Linked DNA regions of Sus scrofa: region 2 is linked to region 1. The links are chromatin contacts, called in public HiChIP or PLAC-seq maps. All regions are on one chromosome and are shown on one strand. Each heading gives the region's core, a stretch centred on a gene start, on an enhancer-like site or on the middle of the called end of the contact. The rest is flanking DNA. Distances are from core to core; before and after follow the strand shown.

Region 1 (7,346 bases), core at 2,994-5,493:
TGCACCCACGGCATATGGAAGTTCCCAGGCTAGGGTTCGAATCAGAGCTGTAACCACCGGCCTACAGCACAGCCACAGCAACATGGGATCCGACATGGGATCAAAGCGCAGTCTGCAACCTACACCACAGCTCACAGCAACACCAGATCCTTAACCCACTGAGCAAGGCCAGGGATCGAACCCACATCCTCAATGGATACTCGTGGGGTTTGTTACTGCTGAGCCACATTGGAACTCCCTGTCTTCATTCTCATTCTTCTTTCTCTGTTCCTCTTTCTCTTTCTTTTCATATTTTCTCCTTTTACCATGTCTCTTCCGGTTAATCCTCAACTCCAACCCTGGTATCTCTCTTAACTGGATATATGGAAATGAAGTCATTCTCAATCAATCTACGTCAGTGATTTCAATGCCTTAAAAGACTAGTTCCATGGGAATAAGTGGGATCTGTCCTTCCCTCCTAAAATTTTCAGTGAGTCCAAATGGTCATGGGCTGGCCACCTTGGGATCCGGAATCACCAGCACGAGGAGGACACACCAAGCTCCACAAAGTCAGCACCACCTTGGTTCCTTGGTTGCCTGGGTGGCCAAGTATCAAAGTCTTTAGAATTTAATAACATGGAGGAGTTCCCTTGCAGCACAGTGGGTTAAGGATCCAGTGTTTTCACTGTAGCAGCTCAGATGGCTGCTATGGTGTGGGTTCAGTTCCTGGCTCTGGAACTTGCACATGCTGTGAGTGCAGCCAAAAAAAGAATTTAATAATACAGATTCCAAGCTCTATTCTTGATTGAGACAGTAAATTGGACATATATGGGAAATACTCCTTTTACTCCCAACATGTAGAATAGGTTGGTATACTGGGGAAATACACACACACACACACACACACACACACACACACGCACACACACACACACACACTGTATAATACAGCCAAATTCAAAAGAAAGGAAATCTTGACAATAAGACCTCCAAGGTCATAGCAGTGAAAAGGTATTTGGGCCAGGTAGCCCCCAAGTGTTTTGGGTGAAGCTATGTGTCTCTCAACTCTAGAGTTAAAGTTCCAAGCCCCTACTCAGCAAGTGGTTAGAGCTAAGCTCCCTGCATAAAGCCAAGAGTGAAAAATCCAAGCCCTATCCCTGATGAGTGACCAGAAAATTCTACAGCAAAATTCTAGCATTTCTTCCATAACTCTAATAACGGGTCCTCCCTGCAGGTATTAATCTATGTGGCTGACAGAACCAGAGGAATCTTGCAAGGAAGCCTGCTTTAATTCCGTATTTTGCATCTCATGTTAGCAAATAAGTAGTTAGCACAGACATAGGCCATTGGTGTCTAAAGCCAGATCTTTGGAATTTTGTGGGGAATCAATCATCCTTTTATTTGCCCAACCCTCTACTAGATAGGTCAGATATCCAACAGCACCCCTGATTGGTTTTTATGGATGTTAATTAACAGCTTCATTGTTAGCAGGTCATTTAGAGACACTCAGCTGCAAAGACAGGCTGCTTCACTGAAGTGGTGGATGGGTCTGAGCTTCCCACTAAGGCTGTGAGTCTTAGTGGAATAGTAGCTCTATAGGACGACTATTTCCTATCCTGTTCTAACTTTTCTTCTTGCTTTTCCACCTGCCTGGGAAAGCCGCCTCCAGAACACCACCCTAAGGAATCGGTGTTGTCCACTTACCATCCAACACGGCGTTTCCATCGCCTCAGGTAGTGATGCCTCCACGTATGTAGAATTTGATGAGTGTAAAAATACTTTCACAAGATAACCCAGTTCCTAGGAGATAGGACGGGGGTGGGGGGTGGGGTTTCATGGTTTCTAACTGCAAATGAAAAAAAAAAAAAGGCCAAGGAGGATTGGTGACTTGCTCACTGAAGAGCTGGGCTTGGGTCCTGGTTTCTGGTCCACTATACCAGGCATCCAGGTGGCTTCTCCTTCTGATGACATGACTTTCTATGATCCCTCTCTTGACACACTGACTTTGGCTAACCTGCACTCTCTCTTTTTTTAATCGTGGTAAAATATACATAACAAAATTTACCATTTCAACCCTTTTAAAGTGTACAGCGCCATAATACTAAGTACCTTTTCGTTGTTGTCCAACCTTCCGTACCAACCACCTCCAGAAATTTTTTCTCACCCCAAACTGAAACTCTGTACCCATTAAACAATTATTTCCCCACTTATTTCTCCCCCAGTCCCTGGTGACTACTGTTCTACTTCCTGTCTCAAGAAATTTGGTTATTCCAGGTACCTCACATACGTGGAATCAAACGCTATTTGCCCTTTTGCCTCTGGCTTCTGTCACTTTGCAAAGGTTTTCAAGATTCATTCATATTGTAACAATGACCAGAATTTCAAGCATTTTTAAGGCTGGGTAATATTCCATTGTACGTATGCACCACATCTTTAAAAACTTCATTCATCTGTTGAATATCCCTGAAAATCTTCCCCTTAAAAGAAAACACAGTTATAACCAGGAGAGACTGAAACCAAAGCACTCTAACATACATCAAATGTTAAACTTCTACAGCCACTTCCATAGCCTCTATTCTAGTTACAAGCATGACTTTTGGTCTCCTTAAAGCATGTATTCAATGTTCATTTTATATTATTTATCTACTTAGATACATGTGGACAGGATACAGAATGCAGGGAGTAGGGAGAAAGAAAAATAGAAGTTTGTGGTCACCTATTGGCCCTATAAGTGAACTTGAATTTCTTTAAAGAACCTACTTATCTTCACGTTTGTTTACTTTTATGTCAAACTTGGGCTTAATGGATAAGAATTTAATTATCAGTATTCAGTGGCTTTATAACTCCCTCCATCCTGGTCTCCTTCAATTAGTTGGCAGTCTTTGAAATGCATTTACAGAATGACCTATTTTCATAAGCATTCCATGGTGCCTATTGTACCAAACAGCCACAGCAATGCTCCTGTTTTCACCTACCAAAAAAAGTGCTATTCCTTTCCAAATATTCATTCATTCAACATATAATGATTACACACCTGAAATATACCAGGAACTAGTCTAGGTTCTAGGGACACAGCAGCCAAAAGGACAGACATGCTCTCTGTCTTCATGAGGCTTATTTTCTAGTGGGAGAGACCCAAAGTAATTAAATAATGAGGTAAACTCCGTAAAATTCTAACTCAACTTTGAAGAAGGATGTCACCCAGCCAGGGATGCAGAAAAGGCTTCCACTAGAAAGGGTGAGTGATGTGAGTTTTAAAAGCTAAGTAGACTAGGTAGGAGTTACTTAAGTGGATAGTGGGAGACTGACGGAGGAAGGGGTTTAGCAGAAGACTGGACAGCACAGACGGCAGTTCTGTACTTGAAGAGAGTCTGGCATCTCTGTCTCATGACAGAATAAATAAGTTCTCCCACTCCTTTTTTTTTTTTTTTTTTTTTTTTTTTTTTTTTTTTGTCTTTTTAGGGCTGCACCGGGAGCATATGAAGGTTTTCCCAGGCTAGGGATTGAATCAGAGCTGCTGCTGTTGGCCTAACCACAGCCACAGCAATATAGGATCTTAACCCACTGAGCAAGGCCAGGGATTGAACCTGCATCCTAATGCATCCCAGTCAGATTTTTTACCACTGAGCCACAACAGCAACTCCTCCCATTCATATTTTACCTAATAGTTTTCACATGTAAGTGCTATAATATACTGTATCTAATGCCGAACTAACAACAGCTCTGTTAGACCATTTCAGGTTTGGGCGTGATCCCAGGATCTGCAGCTCTCTTACTCTACCACCTTCCCATCTTACACACACACACACACACACACACACACACACACACCATCCATTTGAACTGCATACACGAGCTCAGCCCCACCAGGCTGAGCATCCCCCAGGCTGGGAAAGAAGGGATCAAAGGAGCTCCAGGCTCAAGTCAGTATGGAGGCTGATCTAACCCTGACCTTATGCCTTAGTTCTCATAGCCAGGTCTCTAAGATAAGATGATTTTACTCATAGGGCTAGTGACAGCTTCCCCTCTGGGTAACCTTTCTGGTGTTGGCATCACTGTCTGACACTGGGGTTCTTTCTTGCTCCTTCCTATTTCCCTTCTGGGAATCAGTGCCCCATCCCTGAATTCCAGCAGAGCTTTTCTGTCTACCAACACATTTCCTGAGGTCAGCTCTGCCTGCCAGAGTTTGGAAAGCTCTGCTGCTCTGTACTTCCCATTGTAATGTCTGCCCCTGGTAAGAACAGGCGCCCTCAGCTTCCAGCTGTTTGTCATGACTGCCCCCTCGTGGTCATCGCCACAATCATGCTCTCGCTTTTGACCTCAGCTCTGCTTCCTTCCCACTCCTTAAGCCCCTGCCCCACTCCTTAGCGAACACCCAGTGCAGGGTCCTTGCCCTTTCTAGTCTTCTACAGGTAGCCAGACCATTCCCTACCATACCAGACCTTGGGCTGGACTATACAGCAAAACTCTTCTTACCCCCTGGTCCAAGCACTTCTCAAGTCCTGTAACTAGTTAATAAAAGCAGCTAGGTTACCTGGGACTTGTGAACTTCGACTCAGGTATAAAAAATAATTCATGATTAGAGAAGATTTTCTTTTGTTCCTTAAGGAGCACAGCCATCCCCAGTAGGTATTTCCATGGCTGGTCAAGAAACGGGCCTCATGAAACCATCCTCGGCCTGATGAAACTCACACTGTCTACAGATTGACAGAGACCACAAGCCATAAACCAAGTGGCCAGGATCCATGATGATTAGATCAGGGCACACCGAGAGGTCTGAGCAGATCTCACACACTTCCATTCCCTGAGGTCTGCCAGGATTCCTGAGGGGACAGGCTACACATGTCCGCAGTACCCACCTGGCTCTCTCACCTCACGGCTCTCCCACCCCAGGGCACACAAGGCTGTAGAGCAATGAAAAGCATCAATTCTGCCGAGGAGCCTTTGTGCGGGGAACCAGCCAGCCCTTAAGAAAACCATAGTTCCCCAGCCACCTTCCTTCTCTGTACCCAGAGGGCACTTCAGCGTACATCAGCACACAGGCCAGGTCAATGCCAAGGACAACTACCCAGGCTGAAGGTTTCCTTTTTTTTTTCTGTCCCCACTCTTTGGCACACTTTGAAGATAAGAAGAGTGTCTCCTCATCTGTCCCAACTCCTTGCCATCAGCCAGAACAAAACCACTCAGCCGTTTCCTTGAAAACTGCACAGGTTGCAGAAAGGCCAAGTTCAGCAAAGGCGCCAGGGGACATTAGTTGTCACGCCACCTCACATGATGTCTCAGGAATCTGTAACCTAATACAAACCCCCATAATCTCAACATTTCATCTTACTTAGCAATGTTCAGTGTCAGAAATGCGTGTACAGATCACAGGGGAGCCCTGAGTACAAGCTGTTCCGACCGTATCAGAGAAATACCTCGGGGGGTAGGGGTGAGAATGTCTGATGATTCAGATATATTTTCAAAAAAAAATCCAGAGACCAGCACACAAATGAAATTACTCTGCACACCACACAAAAAATAAAAATGAAAAAGAATGAGGTATTTCACATTCCCACTCCCGGATAAGGTGCCCATACTGGCATCAAGCACACCAAGGCACTTTCCACTGCAGGCCTTCTGTTTGGTTCTAGAGAGAGGGTTTAATGACATTTGTAAGAAGAGCAACCACTAAACTCTTCAGCTTTGGTGAGCAGGTGTCACCAGGATAGGAAAATAAACAATTATGTCCCAACGCAGTGAAGCTCTGAAAACAAATGAAGATGAAAACTGTGGCCACAGTCCCTTCCCACCCCCGACTCCCACCACAGCTGGGAAGTGCAATTATTAATGTCATTCCTATGGGGCATCAGGGCCATAGAACTCAAAACCTCTGGCCAAGAAAGAGTTACCAGACCCTTTTCATCGCCCCACCTGTCTCCTTGTAATGCCCCCCCACCTTGAGCAACCTGGCCTACTCCTTCTTGCCCCCTACTAGTGGCCCACTCCTCACCCTGCCCCTATATGAGCCTTATATGCCCCAACCAACTAGCGGGCATATCAGAAAACCTGTATCAGAAAACCCTCTTTCCCCAACCAATCAACAGGTCAGCAGGTGTATCATGAGACCTCTCCTCTCTCCCTGGGCTATAAAAACAGATATGACTGAGCTCAGAGTCAGCTCTCCCTGATCAGTAGGAAATTGTCCTGCTGTGCTAGCAGCACCTCTTCTCTCATCTCAATAAACTCTTCTTTCTCTTCCCCTGCTATGAGACCAGAAATTCTTCTTCCAACTTGCATGCATGGACCATGCCAATTCCCAGTGAGGAGGGTCTGAGGTTGGGGATAACTAGTCCAGCTCAGGATTCTATTTTCCCATTGGACTTGCCCTTCACTTTGGCACAGCCCAAAACTTGTAAGTGAACCCCGTCTGAGCCAGCCACATGTCCCAGGCAGCCGCTCAGTATTCGCATTCTCCATCCATTGTAAGACTCAATGACTAAATAAGGTCAAATAGGATTTAGATATGATGTGCCCTTCAATCTGGCCTGTTCCAATATGAACTTCATTCCACAGCTCCAACAGTGAGTGGTAGGTATAGAACTATTTGAGTTTTAAAATCCCATGCTAACCTTTTTTAAGGTCAACCCCACTAGAGAAATGTAAGAGTTTGCAAACTGAAGCTATTAAGAACTTGAGAAATTGTGAAAAGAATGCTCACCCCAAGCTTGGGAAACATGCTCGTGCCCATATTGCCAAGGGTCTCAGGCTGTGCCGCCCAAAGTCCCAGGCCAAGGCTCAGACCAAGGCAAGGCCACAGGTGAAGCTGCAGCTCCACCTCCAGCTCTGGTTCCCAGAGGTGCCCAGGTCCCTGCAAAGACTCCACAATAGGAGTTCCCATCATGGCTCAGTGGTTAACGAATCCGACTAGGAACCATGAGGTTGCAGGTTCAATCCCTGGCCTTGCTCAGTGGGTTAAGGATCTGGCATTGCCGTGAGCTGTGGTGTAGGTCAAAGACGCAGCTGGGATCCCACGTTGCTGTGGCTGTGGCGTAGGCCGGTGACTACAGCTCTGATTCGACCCCTAGCCTGGGAACCTCCATATGCCATGGGAGCGGCCCTAGAAAAGGCAAAGACAAAAAAATGTGTGTGTGTGTGTGTGTGTGTGTGTGTGTGTGTGTGTGTGTGTGTGTATAAATGATGAAAAGAGAAAAAAGGGAAAACAGGATGAGGCCACCTTAAGATCCTTCAGAGCTTGAAAATGAAATGTTGCTTTCTGTATGGTTAACCTCTAAAGCAATCAAGACAGGAGATATGAAGCTATCTATTGTTGCCAAGGTTTGAATTTTTCCGAAATGGCTTGGTGAAGACAGAAGGAGGTATTTTCT
Region 2 (7,346 bases), core at 2,081-4,580, 560 kb before region 1:
TAGCAGTAACTTCTTTTAAGTGATCCAGAGACAAAATTTGCTGAGAAACTCATTCGGAGCAATGGATTCAGACTGGCTGAGAGCAAGGAGTTGCTAAAGTTTGTCTTCCAAAGTAAACAGCCTAATTCCACCAGCCATTTTCTTTTTTTTCTTTTTTTTTTTTCTTTTGTCTTTTTGCCATTTCTTGGGCCGCTCCTGCAGCATATGGAGGTTCCCAGGCTAGGGGTCAAATTGGAGCTGTAGCCACTGGCCTACACCAGAGCCACAGCAACTCGGGATCCGAGCCTAGTCTGTAGCCTACACCACAGCTCACAGCAACACTGGATCCTTAACCCACTGAGCAAAGCCAGGGATTGAACCCGAAACCTCATGGTTTCTAGTGGGGTTCGTTAATCACTGAGCCACGACGGGAACTCCACCAGCCATTTTCTTAAGACAAGGATGCTGCCTACTCTACCTGACCCAGGATTGACTCTAATGGATAAAACGGTAAGGAAGGTAAACCAAGACAAGAAGCCTCTCGGGGTATCTTCGCATCATCCAGGCTGAAAACGCCTGCAAGAGGGAACATCTGACCCAGACTAGAAAGTCAGAGGTTAAAAGGTCCCAAGGGCTCAGGGTTCCCTGGTGGCTCAGAGGGTTAAGGATCTGACTGTCATTGCTTTGGCTCAAGTCAGTGCTGTGGCATGGGTTCAATCTCTAGCCCAGGAACTTCTGCATGCTGTGGGCATAGCCAAAATACCCCAAGCCCCAAACCAAAAGCTAAACAAAACAGAAAGGTCCCAAGGGCTCACCTTTATTGTAGCTGGAGGAAATAAAGATTAATTAAATTAAATAACTTGTCCAAGCTAAATCCTTGGTTATAGTGAAAAGAACATGGCAGGCTGGGATTTGAACCCTGACTGGAACACTGGTTAGAACCTTAATCATGTTACTAAACTCTCTGAGACTTAAACTCCTCATTCATCAAGTGGAAATATAGTCTAATTGACAGGATTATTGCAAAGACCAAATAAAGTGTGTGTCAGTTAGTATACATCTAATTAATTTTTTTTTGAGGGCTGCACCCACGGCGTATAGAGGTTCCCAGGCTAGGGGTCGAGTCAGAGCTGTGACTGCCGGCCTACACCACAGCCACGGCAACACGAGATCCAAGCTGCATCTGCGCCCTACAGCACAACTCACGGCAACGCCAGATCCTTAACCCGTTGAGCGAGGCCAGGAATCAAACCTGCGTCCTCACAGATGCTAGTCAGATTCATTTCCACTGGGCCATGATAGGAACTCCTAATTTTTGTTTCTTACTTCTCTTTTTTTCTTCCAGATTGAGAGTTAGAACTAAGAACTCAGACATCCGTGACGTTGCTTTCTTATATATGCCACCTCTCCTCCACCCAGGTGATGCCACAATTGTCTTTTCATCGTCATCACATCATCATCATCAGATGCTATACCTCCAGAAACAGTAATTGAGAGGATTAAAGAAGTTAATTTTCATGAAAAGACTTTGTAAACCATAAAGGCTTATACAAATGTACCTTATTATTAAAGACTACATTGTTTTGCCATGAGACTGTCATACTGGCTACCAAATACACTAAAATCCAAATGGTTGACTGAGGTTGTTTTTGTTTGTTTTCATCAAATTTTGGCACCATATATTATCAGAGACTCTGTAAAATGTAATAATTTAAGAGTATGTAACATCTGAGGTTACAGAACCTGGGTTTGATGTTTCTTCCCCATTCTAGACTCATAAATGTTCAGCTCCCAGTGAAATAAACACCTTATTTCAGTAAAAATGGAGTCAAATTTCTACCAATGATTCCATCAATAATATCCCAATACACTAAAAAAAGCAGTTTTCTATTACTGAAGGCCTATTGTGTTCCAGGCCCTTGAAATTATCATTTCTTATACATATTACCCCATAAGGCCAGCATCATCACTATTATACAGATAAAAAATACTGTGGCTCAGAGAAGTCACTTGATTTACCTAAAGTCACACAGCAATTAAGATGCAGTATCTAGGTCTGAGTTTTTTTCTGAGTCCTATGTACCATCTCCTGCTGCTTCTCCATAGAAGGTGCTGGGTCTCAACAACAAATGTACAAACACATTTTTATCCTAGCGCCTGTCATATACAGCGTGCTTGGCATAATTAAATAAATTATTTCTAACAAAAGTTCTTTGGGTTTACCCAAATTTATTGAGAAATTAACAGAAACAACATTCACATAAACACATATAATACTTGGTATATTAGAGAGAAGTTTCCTAGTTCTGAGTGTGAGCTACACCCTCTGCTCCTTTTGAGAAAACCCGATAATATAAATTTGTCTTACTGGACACAATCGATTGAATCAAAACTAGGCCCTGGCATGGAGGCAGCCTGCCATAGGCAGCCATTATCCTATCAGAGGTGCTAGGATGAGAATTCTTTGGGTACCAAATCTTTGATAGCAACCTGACCACCTTTGGAGGGGAGTTTGCCTGGAGACATTGAGAGAGACCCCTTGGTCAGGAGCAGGATGAAGGCTGAGGTGAACATAGTGAGCAGCAGGCATTTGAAGGAATGAGGAGACATGGTTTGGTTCAAGCAGAAGCTCCTATGGGAGACGGAGAGAAACTGAGCCTAGAGAGAAGTCTAAAATCCACTATGTTTAAAATAGTTAAATGCCTATGTTTCTAGGCATAAAACACATTATCCTTGCAATCGGTTTTTCAAATCAGCAAAGAGGTGTTCCCAACCATTTTAGGATGAAAAATACATTTGTTCATCCCCAATGGCCCCTTAACAAGAGGGAGAATGCGCACGCAGGTGGTCACGGGGGAGCCTCCGTGAACTGTAAGGAAAACTGCTCTAAACCAGAAACCAGCCAAAACAAAAGAATCCATAAAATTAACAGATGTAGTACTGGGGAGTCCTAAATACTTTTTTCCGCCCCCCTCATACCAGAAATGCTTGGTATCCCTAATCTTTTTTTTCCTGTTATATTTTCTATGCTCTTAATAATTTTCCTCGGTCTACGTCGCATCATTAAAGAAACTCGTCACCCCTAGAAAATGTCCGTAGGAAGGAAACCACATTTCACTCCATCACTCCTAAACCATCACTCCTAATACCCAGAGTCAGTAGAGCTATAGCAACAGATGTGAAAATACGCATAGCAACTACAAAGGCTCTTTTAATGTCAGTTTAATTTAAACCTTAACCACAGGTTTTTTCCACAGATACAGCGAGAAACCACAAGGATCCTCTTGCCTTAATGCTCCTTCCACACGCTGCACTAAAAGTTCTTGTTTTGGAAACAGAGAAACCTTCTGAATCAGCCGTCATGACCCACTGTGTGTGCCATGGTCATACCCCATGGGCTGTCCATCAGCTGTCTCAGGGCCAAGGGAAAGCCTGGCCCTTCCCCCACTCATTCTTTTTTGCCGTGGAGTCCTGGCTACATATCTCAGATGGAGAGTAGGCAGCATACTAAAAATTGCAAAGTACTTTTTAAAAATGCTTTAGAGAATGGCCATGAATTTAAATGATATTTACTGAGGCTTTACTATGGACAAGCCAGTGTGTTGCTTAGGGGGATAAACAGATGCATAATTGAATAGATATTTCACTATTCAGGAAGTGTATCGTCTAGAAGAGCATTGTTCACTAGAAATATAATGTGAACCACAGAAGTAATTTAAAATGTTCCACTAGCCACATTAACTAACGTAAAAGGAAAGAGGAAATTTATTTCAATAATATAATTATTTTATCCCATATATCCAAATGTTATCATTTCAAAATGTACTCAATATGAAACTATCAATGAGGTATTTTATCTTCTTTTTAGTTTTTTTCATAAAAGTCTTTGACCTCTGGGATGTACATTAACTTCCAACACATCTCAATTCAGACTAGTCACATTACGGGTGTTTAATAACCACATGTAGTTAGTAGCTACCATACCAGGACTTTTAGGTCTAATCCTTGGAGGAACTTTTCCACGGAAGAGATGCCATTTGAAATTGGTGTTCTGGATAACGGTTATGAGTTGGAGAGATGAAGAGAGTAGTTCACGCTTTAGAAACTGTAGAAGCACCAGCTTGGGGGAGGAAAATTGCAGGGAACTGCAGCTCTGTTCAATCAACAGAGTTTCCTTTTGTGCTGAAGACAGTGACACAACTCCTTAAGGAGGCCTATGAGGTTCTACTGAGTTTTTTCTTTTTTTTTTTCTTAACTTTACTCTCCAAACTCATCCCAGCTTTCAGGTTCTTTGCTCCAGCCACACAGTTTATATGCCTCCTCCCATAAATTCTCCACGTCTTCCCACCCGGATCTTTATGTAAGCAGTGTTCTGCCTGGAACTCGTCTGGTTTGGCTTATCATTGCTTCTAGCACCTAGCCTAGTGCTTAGTAAATACATAGGAATGAACAAATATGAGCAAGGGGGAGGGGAGGGACAGGAAAAGCGGCAGAAGGATGAGGAGGAGGAGAAGGGAAGGTGGGAAAGGTCTGATGGTGACATGTTGCTGAGGTCCTTGAATTTGTAATGAATTCTGGAGCAAGCCAGAGCCACACCTGTCACTTGCCTGTTAAATGTTTATCTGCAGCTCAGCCATATGTTGGACACTTTGGAGAGGAGACAGGCAGTGGAGAGCCTTGTTAGAAGCCCTTTGAAGGAGTCCAGATGAGAACTCTTCGGGTTTTGTACTATAGGAGAGTGGTGGTGGTGTATGCGTTGTTACAAATTATACCAAGAGAAGTTTCCGTCGTGTCTCAGTGGTTAATGAACCCAACTAGGTTTCAGGTTCCATCCCTGCCCTTGCTCAGTGGGTTAAGGATCTGGTGTTGCCTTGAGCTGTGGTGTAGGTCGCAGACTCGGCTTAGATCCCACATTGCTGTGGCTCTGGCGTAGGCTGATGGCTACAGCTCCAATTAGACCCCTAGCCTGGGAATCTCCACATGCCGAGGGAGCAGTGCTAGAAAAGGCAAAAAGCCAAAACAACAACAACAATAACAACAACAAAACCAAATTACACCAAGAGAGCAAATCATTTTGCACAAATTGTCCTCTTAGATGTGAAAAGACCTTTTGCCATTTCACAGATGAGGAAAGCAGGACTCAGATAAGTTAAATTACTTTTCTTTAATTATACCTTAGAGTTCATTATTCTGCACAAATGAATTTCATTATGAAAATAAAGCCCAGGAATCGACCGAATGTTACAGGAGAAGGGACTACTTTACACACATTCAATTAGGAGATACAGAAAAGGGGAGAAGAGGATGAAAAGTATCCCGACTGCATCTGAATTCTGAAAGAAATGACTTTTAAAGGTTTTTAACACTAGATATTACTGACCTTAAAACTCTGAAGCTAATCACGTATTTAGTCAAGGGCTCTGATTTAGCAGTCACTCAAATATTTCCATTTCTGAAGAATATTAGAAGTGCTACTGATATATCTTTACAATGATCAAAATGTCAAAGGAATGAGAAGCCATTTGATAGAACCGAAAAAGACCCAAAGAGGGAAGTTAACAGCAGCATCATGGTCATGGAAGCTTATTCTCTAAGTCATATGTCATCTTCATAATTAGAGAACTTGCTTGTTTCTAGGCTATGTTTTCAGCAAAACTCCATGTTTTTGGTCTGAGTGTTTGAAGGTGGTGAGAGGAAGGAGAGGCTATTTTTAACACTTGAAGAATTAAGCTTTGGCAATCTATACTTTAGGATCTAGACAATAAAGATGACTCATAATTTGCTGGTTTCCCATAAGCTGTAAAAGTCTCGCCATCATTTCATTGAGAAAGATTTGTAAGTTTTTAAAATCTTAATACAGTTACAACAAACGAAGATGACATTACTAAGGAGAAATATACTGAATATTTCATGAGGCTTTGCCAGTCACAGTGTCCCTAAGTGGCAGAACTTTTAGGTTAGAGGCAAAAGAGACTATTAGAAGGTCTGAATTTATTTATAAGTCAAACTGCCTTTAAAAAAATCATTATATGTGGAATCTAAAATCTGGCACAAATGAACATTTCTACCAAACAGAAACAGACTCACAGACATGGAGATCAGTCTTGCAGTTGCCAAGGAGGAGGAGGGAGGAAGTGGGATGGGGTGTTTGGGTTTAGTAGATGCAAACCATTACCTTTAAAATGGATAAGCGATGAGGTCCTCCTATAGCACAGGGAATGATATATAACCCCTGAGATAGAACATGATGGAAGATAGTGAGAAAAAGAATGTATATATATATATATATATGTTTGACTGTGTCACTGTGCTGTACAGCAGAAATTGACACAATACTATAAATCAACTATACTTTAGCAAAAATAAAACAAATTAAAAAAAATCATCTAGGCTGTATGGTTGACACTGCAAAGCCAAAACAGCTGGGATTGGATGGAAGTTTCACTTTACAATCAGTTGTTTTGATATTTTGTAGATCAAACTTCGATATCAAAACTTTAAACCTTAAAATTTGATGATACTTACTTTAATGAAATCGTGCATTTTAATAATAAAAAAATAGAAGCTGGATCAATTATTCAAAGATTAGAATGTGACTTGGACTCCCCATTGATTATTATTATTATTATTTTTTGTCTTTTTGCCTTTTCTAGGGCCGCTCCCGAGGCATATGGGGGTTCCCAGACTTGGGGTCGAATCGGAGCTGTTGCCACCGGCCTGCACCAGAGCCACAGCAATGCGGGATCCGAGCTGCATCTGCGACCTACACCACAGGTCATGGCAACGCCAGATCCTTAACCCACTGAGCAAGGCCAAAGATCGAACCCGCAACCTCATGTCTCCTAGTTGGATTTGTTAACCACTGCGCCATGATGGGAACACCTGATTATCTTTTTTGAGTTAAGGAAAGTAAATTGTATAAAGCCAAACTCAAGGAAGCATGGATATTAAGGTGATTTATGAGGACACTGAAGACATAAATCAGATATAATTATCTGATTTTCAAAAATGAATCATATGCACCTCCTCAAATCGTCTCATAATTCTTTGATGACGCGCAGTGGCAAAATGCTTATGTCAAACTGAAAAGTGGACGGGAAAAGATAAATGGTAGGTCCAAGTGACAATCTGAGTTGCCAAATATTCTTCCTGAGGATTTCACTCATGGACTGTATGCTTTTTCCAGAAGGTGCTGGAGGAATGAAAAGCATCCAAGTCTTGGAAATTTAGCAACTTGTATTACAAAAGTTCTGCTTTAGTACCCACGGATGATCAGATGAAAGATTTAGGGCTTTCTGAATCCTCTTCCAAACATGTGGTTTGGGTGCCTGTAGCTCAGGCCCTGAACAAAAACAGGTAAGAAATCC

The links. HiChIP or PLAC-seq counts read pairs in DNA pulled down with a chosen protein or histone mark.
Region 2: a contact with region 1 is called in an H3K27ac HiChIP or PLAC-seq map of alveolar macrophages. The contact joins two enhancer-like sites. A contact is called at or near these places in 1 of 47 Hi-C or Micro-C datasets (embryonic fibroblasts) and 1 of 2 datasets of contacts at active chromatin or transcription factors (alveolar macrophages).

The regions. Positions count from the first base shown.
Region 1 is chr1:29,086,753-29,094,098 of Sscrofa11.1, reverse strand. No RefSeq gene overlaps it. Among named protein-coding and RNA genes, the nearest start is that of ALDH8A1, 30 kb to the right of the region's middle. Within about 2 kb of position 4,243, at least 9 of the 83 cell types and tissues checked have an H3K27ac peak or open chromatin away from gene starts, as enhancers often do. A contact at or near this core is called in alveolar macrophages, where this site is marked.
Region 2 is chr1:29,645,680-29,653,025 of Sscrofa11.1, reverse strand. It overlaps a transcript of SGK1 not described here. Among named protein-coding and RNA genes, the nearest start is that of SGK1, 99 kb to the left of the region's middle. Within about 2 kb of position 3,330, at least 4 of the 83 cell types and tissues checked have an H3K27ac peak or open chromatin away from gene starts, as enhancers often do. A contact at or near this core is called in alveolar macrophages, where this site is marked.